Linked DNA regions of Mus musculus: region 1 is linked to region 2. Evidence: chromatin contacts called from public HiChIP or PLAC-seq data. All regions are on one chromosome and are shown on one strand. The core of a region is the stretch at or near the end of the contact, and the rest is flanking DNA. Distances in the headings are between cores, read along the strand shown.

What was found. HiChIP or PLAC-seq counts read pairs in DNA pulled down with a chosen protein or histone mark.
Region 1: a contact with region 2 is called in a BATF HiChIP or PLAC-seq map of CD8 T cells, with 10 read pairs. The contact joins the enhancer-like site here to the promoter of Tnip3 in region 2. A contact is called at or near these places in 1 of 39 promoter capture datasets (stem cell-derived epiblast-like cells), 1 of 15 datasets of contacts at CTCF or cohesin (CD8 T cells), 4 of 115 datasets of contacts at active chromatin or transcription factors (CD8 T cells, bone marrow-derived macrophages, embryonic stem cells and 1 more) and 2 of 9 other capture datasets (adipose tissue and pancreatic islet).

Annotation. Positions count from the first base shown.
Region 1 is chr6:65,534,309-65,539,719 of GRCm38.p6, forward strand. It overlaps LOC108169147 (a long non-coding RNA gene), which reads left to right. Exons shown (of 3, transcript XR_001785269.1): 2 at 4,268-4,347. Among named protein-coding and RNA genes, the nearest start is that of Tnip3, 53 kb to the right of the region's middle. Within about 2 kb of position 4,048, at least 21 of the 459 cell types and tissues checked have an H3K27ac peak or open chromatin away from gene starts, as enhancers often do. A contact at or near this core is called in CD8 T cells and memory CD8 T cells, where this site is marked.
Region 2 is chr6:65,588,013-65,592,941 of GRCm38.p6, forward strand. Tnip3 (TNFAIP3 interacting protein 3) reads left to right here and starts at 2,386. Exons shown (of 8, transcript NM_001001495.2): 1 at 2,386-2,640. The coding sequence starts at 2,596.

The sequences.
Region 1 (5,411 bases), core at 2,798-5,297, 52 kb before region 2:
CTTTCTTTTAGCTTGAGTCAACCACTTGGGTATCTTTCTTCCTATGTTCTTTAATGCTTAATCTTATGGTCCTAAAAATTATATATGACTTATAATTTATTTCACCATGGAAACTAAATTTTGAAGCAACTTTAAATCAAGTTTTAATCTTTCTGATTTCCTGCTTTGTTGACAAAAAAAATGTAATAATAAAACAGTTTAAATACTCTACTAAAAATTCAAGCAAAACACTGTTGGCGACAATGAAGTGTCACCCTCTACTCTTAACTGACAATAATGTTTATCTTCCAATTCATCATATGCAGTTAGCATATGATCACTTTTCTATTGTTAAGGCAGAAAGACCTTACTCTGGCCCATGCTGGGATATGAAAACAAGAAACCCCTGATCTGCAACCTCTAAGGCTTGTCACTTCATATTGACTTCTCCGAGGCCATCTCCTTAGCCTTACCTGAAATCATTAGCCATAAAAATCTTAGAAATAATAATTCATATCTACTGGTACACATCAAGCTGTGTCAATAGGATCATGAGTCAAGGTAGTGAACTGACCCACCTACTCAGAAGGAGCCAAAATAGCATGACTGCTGCACAGACTTTTTCCCAGCATACTGTGTTACTTAGGGGAATATGACACTGTGTCCCAATTTTTAAAATTGTACAGTACTAGCTACCTACCAGGCAGGCACTCCAGCTAATTGCAGTCCTGTGAAGGATGCACTCATCACCCCTGCTTACAGAAGAGGAGATGGAGAGGTGTGGGAAAATTAGACTTCAAAGCAAGCTGCTCACAGCCATTCTGCTGCTCTAGCTCTGTGGCTTAAAAAGTAGCTCTCAAGCAGGTGGAGGGTTGGGAGAGCAGCTTCAGGGGTTCCATCCTGGGATCCTTTGAAAGCCATTGGCATTGTGCAGCTTGATGTTCCTCATCTCAGTCATCCAACTTAAATGTAGAACTTTCCTGAAGGTTTCCAAAGGAATAGATCATAAGTTTTAGGGGTGATCTTAGCAGAGGGTAATAAATTGACAGTAACTTTGTTGGAGAGGGATCAGATGTATCATGGCAAGACCTCTGTTAGACCATGATATCTATAAGAGACACAAGTACTTCTAGGCAAAATAATGGCTTCTTTTTTTTTATTAGATATTTTCTTTATTTTCATTTCAAATGCTATCCCGAAAGTTTCCTATACCCTCCCTCTGCCATGCTCCCCTACCCACCCACTCCCACTTCTTGGCCCTGGTGTTCCCCTATACTGGGGCATATAAAGTTTGCAAGACCAAGGGGCCTCTCTTCCCAATGATGGCTGACTAGGCCATCTTCTGATACATATGCAGCTAGAGACATGAGCTCTGGGGGGTACTGGTTAGCTCATATTGTTGTTCCACCTATAGGGTTGCAGATCCCTTTAGCTCCTTGGGTACTTTCTCTAGCTCCTCCATTGGGGGCCCTGTGTTCCATCCTGTAGATGACTATGAGCATCCAAAAATAGTGACTTCTGTTGTGCTCCTGCAAACAGGTGGCGTGGTTTGACACACCCTTGGTTCTAACACCGTTTCTTTAGCATTCACATGCAATTTTAAATTTTTACTAATTTTTTTAAATTGGCATAAAAAGTCACGGGTTTCCTTATGGCACTTTTATGCATGTTGTTTTGGTTGACCCTTCTTCTATACCTCCAGCACAATTGCTCTTGCAAAAAAAAAAAAATCTGTGTCCAGCTTGTTTATTTTATTTCAGATCTGGTTTAAGTATGTAAAATGTTTAATAAAGTTAAAATGTCTTAATTTACATTGAACAAGAAATTATCAAAGATAATTGCCATGTTCTCTTAGTCCCAGTGTACCTGTGACTCAGGGCCTCCTGCCTGGTGTTTACTCTGTCTGTCCGTCTGTCTGTCTATCTGTCTGCTAGTCTTCATACCATCCAAGAGAACTTCAGTGAGTTCATGATCACCCAGTGTAGGGATTGAGTGACGTTCTGATTGGCTGTGTATTGTTTGACATGGTCATGACCACGTCAAAGGTCCAATGGCTCAGACTCATGGGAGTGCCAAAGCCTTCTCATGGTTGGTCTCAGAGGAATGTCTAAGGCTTCCTCTGTTCCAAGTGAGAATTTTGACAGTGTGCAGATAATGTCCATGCTAATATTCTCTTGGCTTCCCCCTAGGCTTTTACACCCTGAAGACTACTCTCCTCCACAGACTTCTCTTGCCAAGATGAGCTAAACCTGCCATCTTGGTCAGCTGTGTAATAGCCCTGCCTCCTTGTTTATCTGTATTCAATAGTCCTGTGTCTCTATTCAGCTGTATAAAATAAACACACTGAGCTTTCTGGGTGCTGCAGCTTCTACATCAGAGAGCCTGGTCCACTCGATCCCAGCTCTTCTGTGTCTGTGTGTCTATACTTTCTCCATTCCCTCAGGACATTTAGTCAGCTTTCCAGGACCCAAGCCATGCAAGGACATAGCAACCCAGCCAGAGGGATTCTGTGCTTCATTTACTTAGTGATTTTTTATTTATTTATTTATTTATTTATTTATTTATTTATTTTATTTAGAGACAGGGTTTCTCCGTGTAGCCCTGGCTGTCCTGGAACTCACTTTGTAGATCAGGCTGATCTCGAACTCAGAAATCCGCCTGCCTCTACTTCCCAAGTGCTGAGATTATTAAGGAGCATATTTCACTACAGTTGTTTGTGGGGCAACTTGAAGTTACCCTAATCTGGGATTTAGTGCAGATGAAGTCTCAAGGTTTCCCTTTCCATCTGCCAAATAATGTGAGACCACTGCCTTTGTCATATCTATTGATGAGGTTTCATTTATAATGTAAACATTACTGTTAAAAGAAATATACTTATATTTCAAATATCCCATCTACAATGTGCAATTGTGGAGGAATAAACATAAAGAACTACATCTCTAGTTAGTCCTAGGTTGGCAGCTGACTGGTTGTTGGCCTCTCTGGGCTTCCGCTGCTTCCTTTGGCGACTCCGGGTAGTAGAGTTCTTAATGCCTCATTTAAACTAATAGCACATTTATAGGCATTGTTACAAACTTATTTATTACTTCATTTATATATTTAAAAAAAAAGCTCAACTTCTAAAGCTGCCAGGATAGGCCCCTAGTTGTCAGGTATCTCTGGCTTTTCTCTTCCATGAGTGTGGGGAATTGTGCAACATCTCTGGAGCACCACACAAAGAAGAGAAGCAGTTATGTAATTTTGCATAATTAGAAGGAAAAAAAAGTTATACTAGTTGGTGGTCCAGTTCTTTCAACAGTCCCAAGAGGCATTCTGCTTTCATCTAGTAACTGGCTGCCATGGTGGTAACAGATGACTTTTAAACAGCTGCCACGAGTCGAAAACAAAATGAAACAAAAAGCCACCCTCCCACACTGTGTGAAGGTAGTTTGCCAATAGGTAACGTGAGTCCTTCTCAGAGACCTGCGATGAGCAGACTTTGGGGGCCAGTTATTAAAATTTGACAGAAACTCAAAAAACTCAGACAAGCTACCCTCCTGTTTCCCAGAGACCCAACTCCCTGCGTTTTCTAAAGGGATCATGGCAATTACTAGTTTCCAGGGGCATTTAAAATGTGTTAACTTCCTGCAGGAATTAGCTTTCAAAATATACATGATTCATCTAACTCTTCAAGTTCAAGTGTCTGCTATGTACCATCTGAGGCACCACGTTGCCTGTGTAGCTTTTAACAGTTTGGGTAACTATGCTGCAATTAATATTCAATAGAAAAATGCGAAGTAAAAAGCATTTCTTTTAGTTGTAGCATCACTAATTTCTTCTGTCATCCTGAAAGTGGAAATGATTACCAATTCCCCTTGAACAAAACCTGGAGGAAAGGGTGCTCTGGGAAGAAAGGCATTGTGCTGGGTGGTGGTGAGACCCTGGACAGCTTGTCCCTACAGTGTGGCTAATTGAATTGCAAACATGTCAGCCTGACAGCTTTAACAGTTTATGCCCAGCCGTCTCCCTGTTACTGGACAATTTCTCTCTGTCATCAGAGTCTTCCTTAACTGAAAGGCTGAGACTTTGTTTATACCCAGCTCTTTACCCTGTCGCTGAAGCACACAGAAAGCACACTTGTGGTCTCTCTTCTCATGACTGACACGCTGGAAAATAAGTCATGAGAATAAAAACATGACTTTGGATGGAAAAATGCATCTAACAGGTGGTTTTCTTTCCGAGACTGATAGATTTTTCTTCCCACATCTGAGCCTTGCATCCTTTGTGTTTTTATATTTTTCTCTTTTAGATTCCACGTCGACACCTCACACATGAGAAACATGACGAGACACTGGTAACAATCACCCACCAGTGCGAAGATTATGAAAGGTAAAAGCAGTGTTTTCGTTAGAGGTTACATTTCTGTAATGAAAAGATTCTGCTTGCAGCATTTCTGCTTTCAACAGTGATGACTGTTCAGAACTCTGGAAAGAGAATCTGACGGATGCAAGTGAATGGAACAGACAAGAGAAGGCAGTGGGAATAGGCACAAGCCATTTACGGCTTTTTGTTTTTATTTTATTATCTTCATCATCGTCGTCATCATCATTATGAAAGAGGGAGAGGGACAAACCACATGTGCACACACACACACACATGCACACACACACCTATGGAAGAGAGAGAGAGAGAGAGAGTGTCAAGGCATTGGTGGAGAGGTCAGGGGACAAAGTTGAGTCAGCTCCCTCCTTCAGTGGAGGGTGGGGTGGGAGGAGTGTTCTGGGGATCAAACTCTAGCATGAAGTCGGCACAGCAAATACTTTCACCTGCTAAGTCATCTCTTTGGCTCCCGGGGTACATGACTTGAACATTTTTTCCATTGCTATCCAAGAGGCAGAAACTGTGGTGGGCCATGGAGTTTTTGTGCTGGCAATGCTTTCTCGGTTGTACAAATTTTGCTTTGCTAAAGAAACAACTCTTTTGCCAATACATTGAAGAAGTTCTACACAGGTTCCTCAGCCACACCCTTCATTTTGACAATCATTAAAGGGGTTTTTCCTGTCTCCTTCTATTCAGTGATACAGTGAGTAACTCTCGGTTTTCACTTGGTACCGTCTATGTGCAAGATGCTATGCTAGCTGCTTGCAGAAGGCATGCGCACACCTTTGCCTCCAGCTGCTTACAAGTAAAAATGTAAAAATCTATGTGCATAATTAATAATAATATATGGTTAAGTGTTTTGCCTAATTAAAAAACAGCCCCAAACTGAATGGAGTGTGCACACCTGCAGCCCTAGCACACAGGAGACAGAGCCAGGAGAATCTCAACAAGCTTGAGACCCACCTGGTCTACGTAGTAAAATTTAAGCCAGGGCTTAGTATGAAATTAAACAAAACAGAGTAGAAAGGGAACGCCCAGATGAACATAATATGAGAAATTAGGGAAACGCAAGA
Region 2 (4,929 bases), core at 1,136-3,635:
GCCTCTTTTCATTCCTGGCCCAGGCCTACTGATGTTCCCAGTCTCCTCAGGAAATGTTTATTCATACGGTTTTGTTTTTGTTTTTGTTTTGTTTGTTTGTTTGAGGTTTTGTTTGTTTGTTTGGTTTGGTTTTTCACGACAGGGTTTCTCTGTATAGCCCTGGCTGTCCTGGAACTCACTCTGTAGACAAGGCTGGTCACAAACTCAGAAATTCACCTGCCTCTGCCTCCCAAGTGCTGGGATTAAAGGCGTGTGCCACCACACCCAGCTTATTCATATGTTTTAGGACCAAGAACTCACAGAAACTCACTTTGCTATCAGTCTGCACAGCAGAAAAGACAGAGGAGTTATGATGAGAATTGTGAAGCTGTAGGATTTGACATGACAGAAGCCATCATACCTCACATGAGGAGCCTGGGTCAGGATCCATGGCAAGGAAGACGTCAGGGACAGACATGCCAAGGATGACATTTGAAGAGAATGTTCTTTTAGACCATTTTTGAGGGTTCACATTGCTGCCTCTCATACTCCAGTACAACCTACCACAGAAAAGCGTAAAGAACTTTTAACTGTATACACCTTCCTCTGAGTATGTATATTTGGGGACTGGAAGGAGGCTATATGAGTGTGTGTTGGAATAAAATTGCTTTCCCATTAAAGATTTTTTTTTATTTTTGATGAGCATGTCTCGGTGTGGATAACACGCCAGCGTCTGTTTCTCTCCTCTACACTCAGAGCATGTGTGCGTCATAACTTTTACCTTCAGAACTCTACAGGAACAATTGGACTCCCACTGGTATTTTTGGATATTGCTCTAAGGCAGCACAACTTTCTTTCACTCATATGTATCTTCAGAACACACCCCCAAAATAGCAGGAAGTAAGCAAATGCACTTACAAAAATCCACACATTTGGAGTATAGTAGATCAGAGATTCACCAATCTTCTCATATTATGAAATACGTTTAATATTGCTAGAGCATGTAGATACAGAGATGAACACAGTGACAAAGAAACTCATGGTCAAAATTGGAGAAGTGTTCCCTCTGGTTGGGGAGAAGAGACAGGGTACAGTCAGAGGACAGGAGAGGTTCTGAGTTCACCAGGTCTATGGGCAGGGAGCAGGGTGGCAAAGGGGCATGCTCAAGGGCACAAGGGAGAACAGAAAAGCCTCATTTCAGGTTGTTAAGGTAAGTTAATATGACAGGAACATGGAGTAGTGTAGGAGAAAGTGAGAGATAGACTGACTATCTGATAGATGGAAAAGGAAGGTCAGACCTCAGAAATGTACACACTTGCTTTTAAAACTTTTATGGTCCCAGAGTTTTTTCTTTGTTTCTAGTTTTCTGTTTTTTGTTTGTTTTGTTTTTCATTTTATCCTATTTGTATGGGGGTGACTCTACAAAAGGCTCCAGTCATGTGACTGAACTTAAAGAAGTTTTTTTTTTTTCATTTCAGCAACCCCTTCTTTACTTGTTTCTGTTCCAGAAGATTCCGTCCAAAGAACAGCTCCAATGCCTCAATGCCCTCAGCCCCCTATGCAGCCCATCTACAGTACACCTCAAAGCCCTCAGCCCCCTATGCAGCCCATCTACAGTACACCTCAAAGCCCTCAGCCCCCTATGCAGCCCATCTACAGTACACCTCAATGCCCTCAGCCCCCTATGCAGCCCATCTCCAGTACACCTCAATGCCCTCAGCCCCCTATGCAGCCCATCTCCAGTACACCTCAATGCCCTCAGCCCCCTATGCAGCCCATCTCCAGTACACCATTAACTGAAAGGTCTGTAGCAGGACAGGAAGGAGCCAGCCAATTAAGGCAGAGCAAAATGTTGGAGGAAAAATTGATCTAATGATTTAAGCAAATGCCTTGGTAAAAAATTTGAACTCAGCTTATGAGTATTCAATATGAAAGCCAGGCTTGGTGTATAAGCAACATACATTTTATTTTGTTAAGAATTATTATTATTATTATTATTATTATTATTTATTTTTGCTTCTGTGATAGTTCGTAGCACTCACAGGTGCATGTGACTCACCATGGCCTACACAGCTAAACTCATGTTTAGGAGACATTGCTGGAAAGTCACACCCGTAGGAAACAAGAAATCAGCTGTCAAAAAATCAACAGTGACCTAACTACTTGGGTAAATATGATAAATTTCTGGCAGTTAGGCCAGAAGAAAAGCTAGGTTAGCCCCAGGCATTCTGTGGGTAGAAACTTCCTCCTCTAGTAGGAGAAACTGCTCTAAAGGAAGAAGGGTAATTTATATACATAGCAAGGCCAATCTGCCCCACATCTTAGTCACTGCCTGCCTACTTGAGACATCCTGGGAAATCCCAGTTACATGGAAGCCAATAAAAGTTAAAATCACACTTCTCATGCATCCTTATTCTGTGTGGTTAACATACAGTCACTTCTGCTGGAGTCTAAGGAGAACTTGTTATTATTTTCTACCGCGAGTCAACAGAGACATAGGTTTTCCAAAGCTTGCCCGTTCTCATCGTGAAAGGCACTATAAGAGCTTTTCTTTCTCTCTTTTTCCTTCTGCTTTACAAGACTCTCAGAAAAACAGCTTCCTTGTCTTCCCAGGACATGTCTGGACTGAGTGCGGCTGGAGCTTGCATGGAGCACACAGAGGTAAGAGCATGTGTCAGGTTAAGGTGGCTATACTCAGAGCCAAGAACACGATGATAGAGGGGTCAAAGAGTAGAGAACTTCAGTAGCTGAACCACCTTCTTCAATTGAGACCTGCTCAGAATTTGAACCAGTATTATTTGACAAATGAAAAGTCACTGGCTTTGAACTCACTGAGTTGGGCTGCTTCTACTAAATGACAGGACCACATCTGCACAGTTTCCTTTTCCTATGTGATTTTGTTCTGTAGAAGAAGTTAGTTCAGTGTAAAGTCTAAAACATGTACTGTAAAGATGTGATTAGAAATAAGATATTTAGCAGTAAAAGACTTATAACATTAATATATTCAACTGGTGCTATAATTTGTTTCAGCTATTACAAAAAACATTCACTATTTCAATGAATTCATTATTATGCTTTCTTAGTTTTAGTATATTTTTATTCATTTATTTTAAATGTGTGCATACACATATGCCACAGAGTGACTGTGGAGGCCAGAAGACTGACTGCCTGCCAATGATAGGCCTTTCCTTCCACGGTGTGGGTCCCAGAGATCAAATTCAGTTATTTGTCTCAGTGGCCTGTGAATTACCCACTCTGCCAACTTGCTGGATTATCTCAAAGTCTTCTTAAAGAGTTGCCCAAGACATAATGAGAAACTAAGTGGAATTCCTTTGTTCATTTCGATATTTAATTTGCTGTGTCACAACTTGAATGTCCTAGCAGTTGACTTGAATGTTTTGGTAGAAGAAATAGCCAAACATTTTCAACAGAGACTTTATTTCACAGAAAATGATAATAAGGAATTGTTTAGAAGGATTGCTTGTTTTATAAGAAGGCCCTTCCTAGAACCCAATGACTAAATGTCTTTGTATTTACTATGATATCAGATGACTTTGCTACCTGAAGAAAAACTGAAAAGAAAAGAAAACACACGCAAAAACTTACTCCAAATATGAACAGCTTTGTGTTTGTTTGACTCTGCTTGGTTTAAAAATGTACCTGAGGCATAGAATCCATGGTAAAAAGCTGACCAGTCTAGTCTATCTAGAAATTCCTGGTGATATATTTCTTTCAAAACCTCTTTCTAGCCCTGTGCTCTATCTTCTCTTCTCAATGTCTCCATTTTTAATGACTATTTCAGAATCTTGTACATCAGTACTCCTGTGGTTACAAGTAGATTTTCTTAAAGATTTAGTACAGAAACCTTACTTATAAAATAAAAGCCAAGAGTCAATGTGTTTTACTTTTTTTTTTTTTGTACAGAGAACACTGCTGGGGGGTTGGAGGGTGCGTGGGACACCAGATCCAAGACTGCAAATGTTTGCTACTCACAATTTTTGTATCACAAATAGGAAGAGTTGTTAGGACCTAAAGTTCACACGATGTTGGATGTTAGGATATTTATCATGAAGGGGGAATTATGAATCTCCAGGACTGGTCTAATACTCAGGGTGCTTTACCCTTCACGGGTTCCCCTGTGATGTTATGCTATGGGGGAGGATCACTAGTTTAGAATCAACCTCAAGGCATCTCTACCTTGCTAAGCTCAGAGCATGCTGGGTAGGATCAGCTTCTAGCATTTTCCAGACCAACGTCACTTTGTGCTTACTCAGTTCTAATCCAGTATGGGCCTAATTTCTCAGAATCATCCCCCAAAAGAGAAAGTCCAACAATAATGCCAGGCATTGCTGCCACTTAGGTTTTGATGTCATACTTCCAGTTTAGTCAAATGGCCTCTTGAGGTAATGAGATACTGTTAATCACTCTGTTTATTGACCAACAGAAGACTGTCTTTAGAATGTGGTCTGATGAGCACTCGACTCTAAATTAAAAGCTTAAGAACAAAGGACAGCATCCACTCTCTGTAAAATGTTATCAAGCCCTGAAACACTAAGACCTGAATAAGTTAGAAAATAGCTTTATTATTTGTTTCCAATGAAAAGAAGTTCTTGAAATCCCAAGCTGATTGCCAGTCATTTCCTCCAACTACTTTTGGTGAAGACCGATAAGTCTGAACAAGGTTTCTTGGTTGTTCACGAATGGCTTTTAGGGCTGTGGCTCATGGTAACGACTGCTGCTAAAACTGAGCACAAAATTCAGAAGTGCCCTGATGGCCCAGTTCATTCAATTACTTAATGACTTGGACAGGATGTATGTAGACTATTGAATTACAGCAAGGAAGCATTGTGTTCTGTAAGCCTTCCTGGAGGTGGTCCACTTTGCTAGATGGCAGGCAGTTTCTAGAACTTTAGGCCTTTCTTTGAATGATTGTCTCAGTCCCTGGGTGGA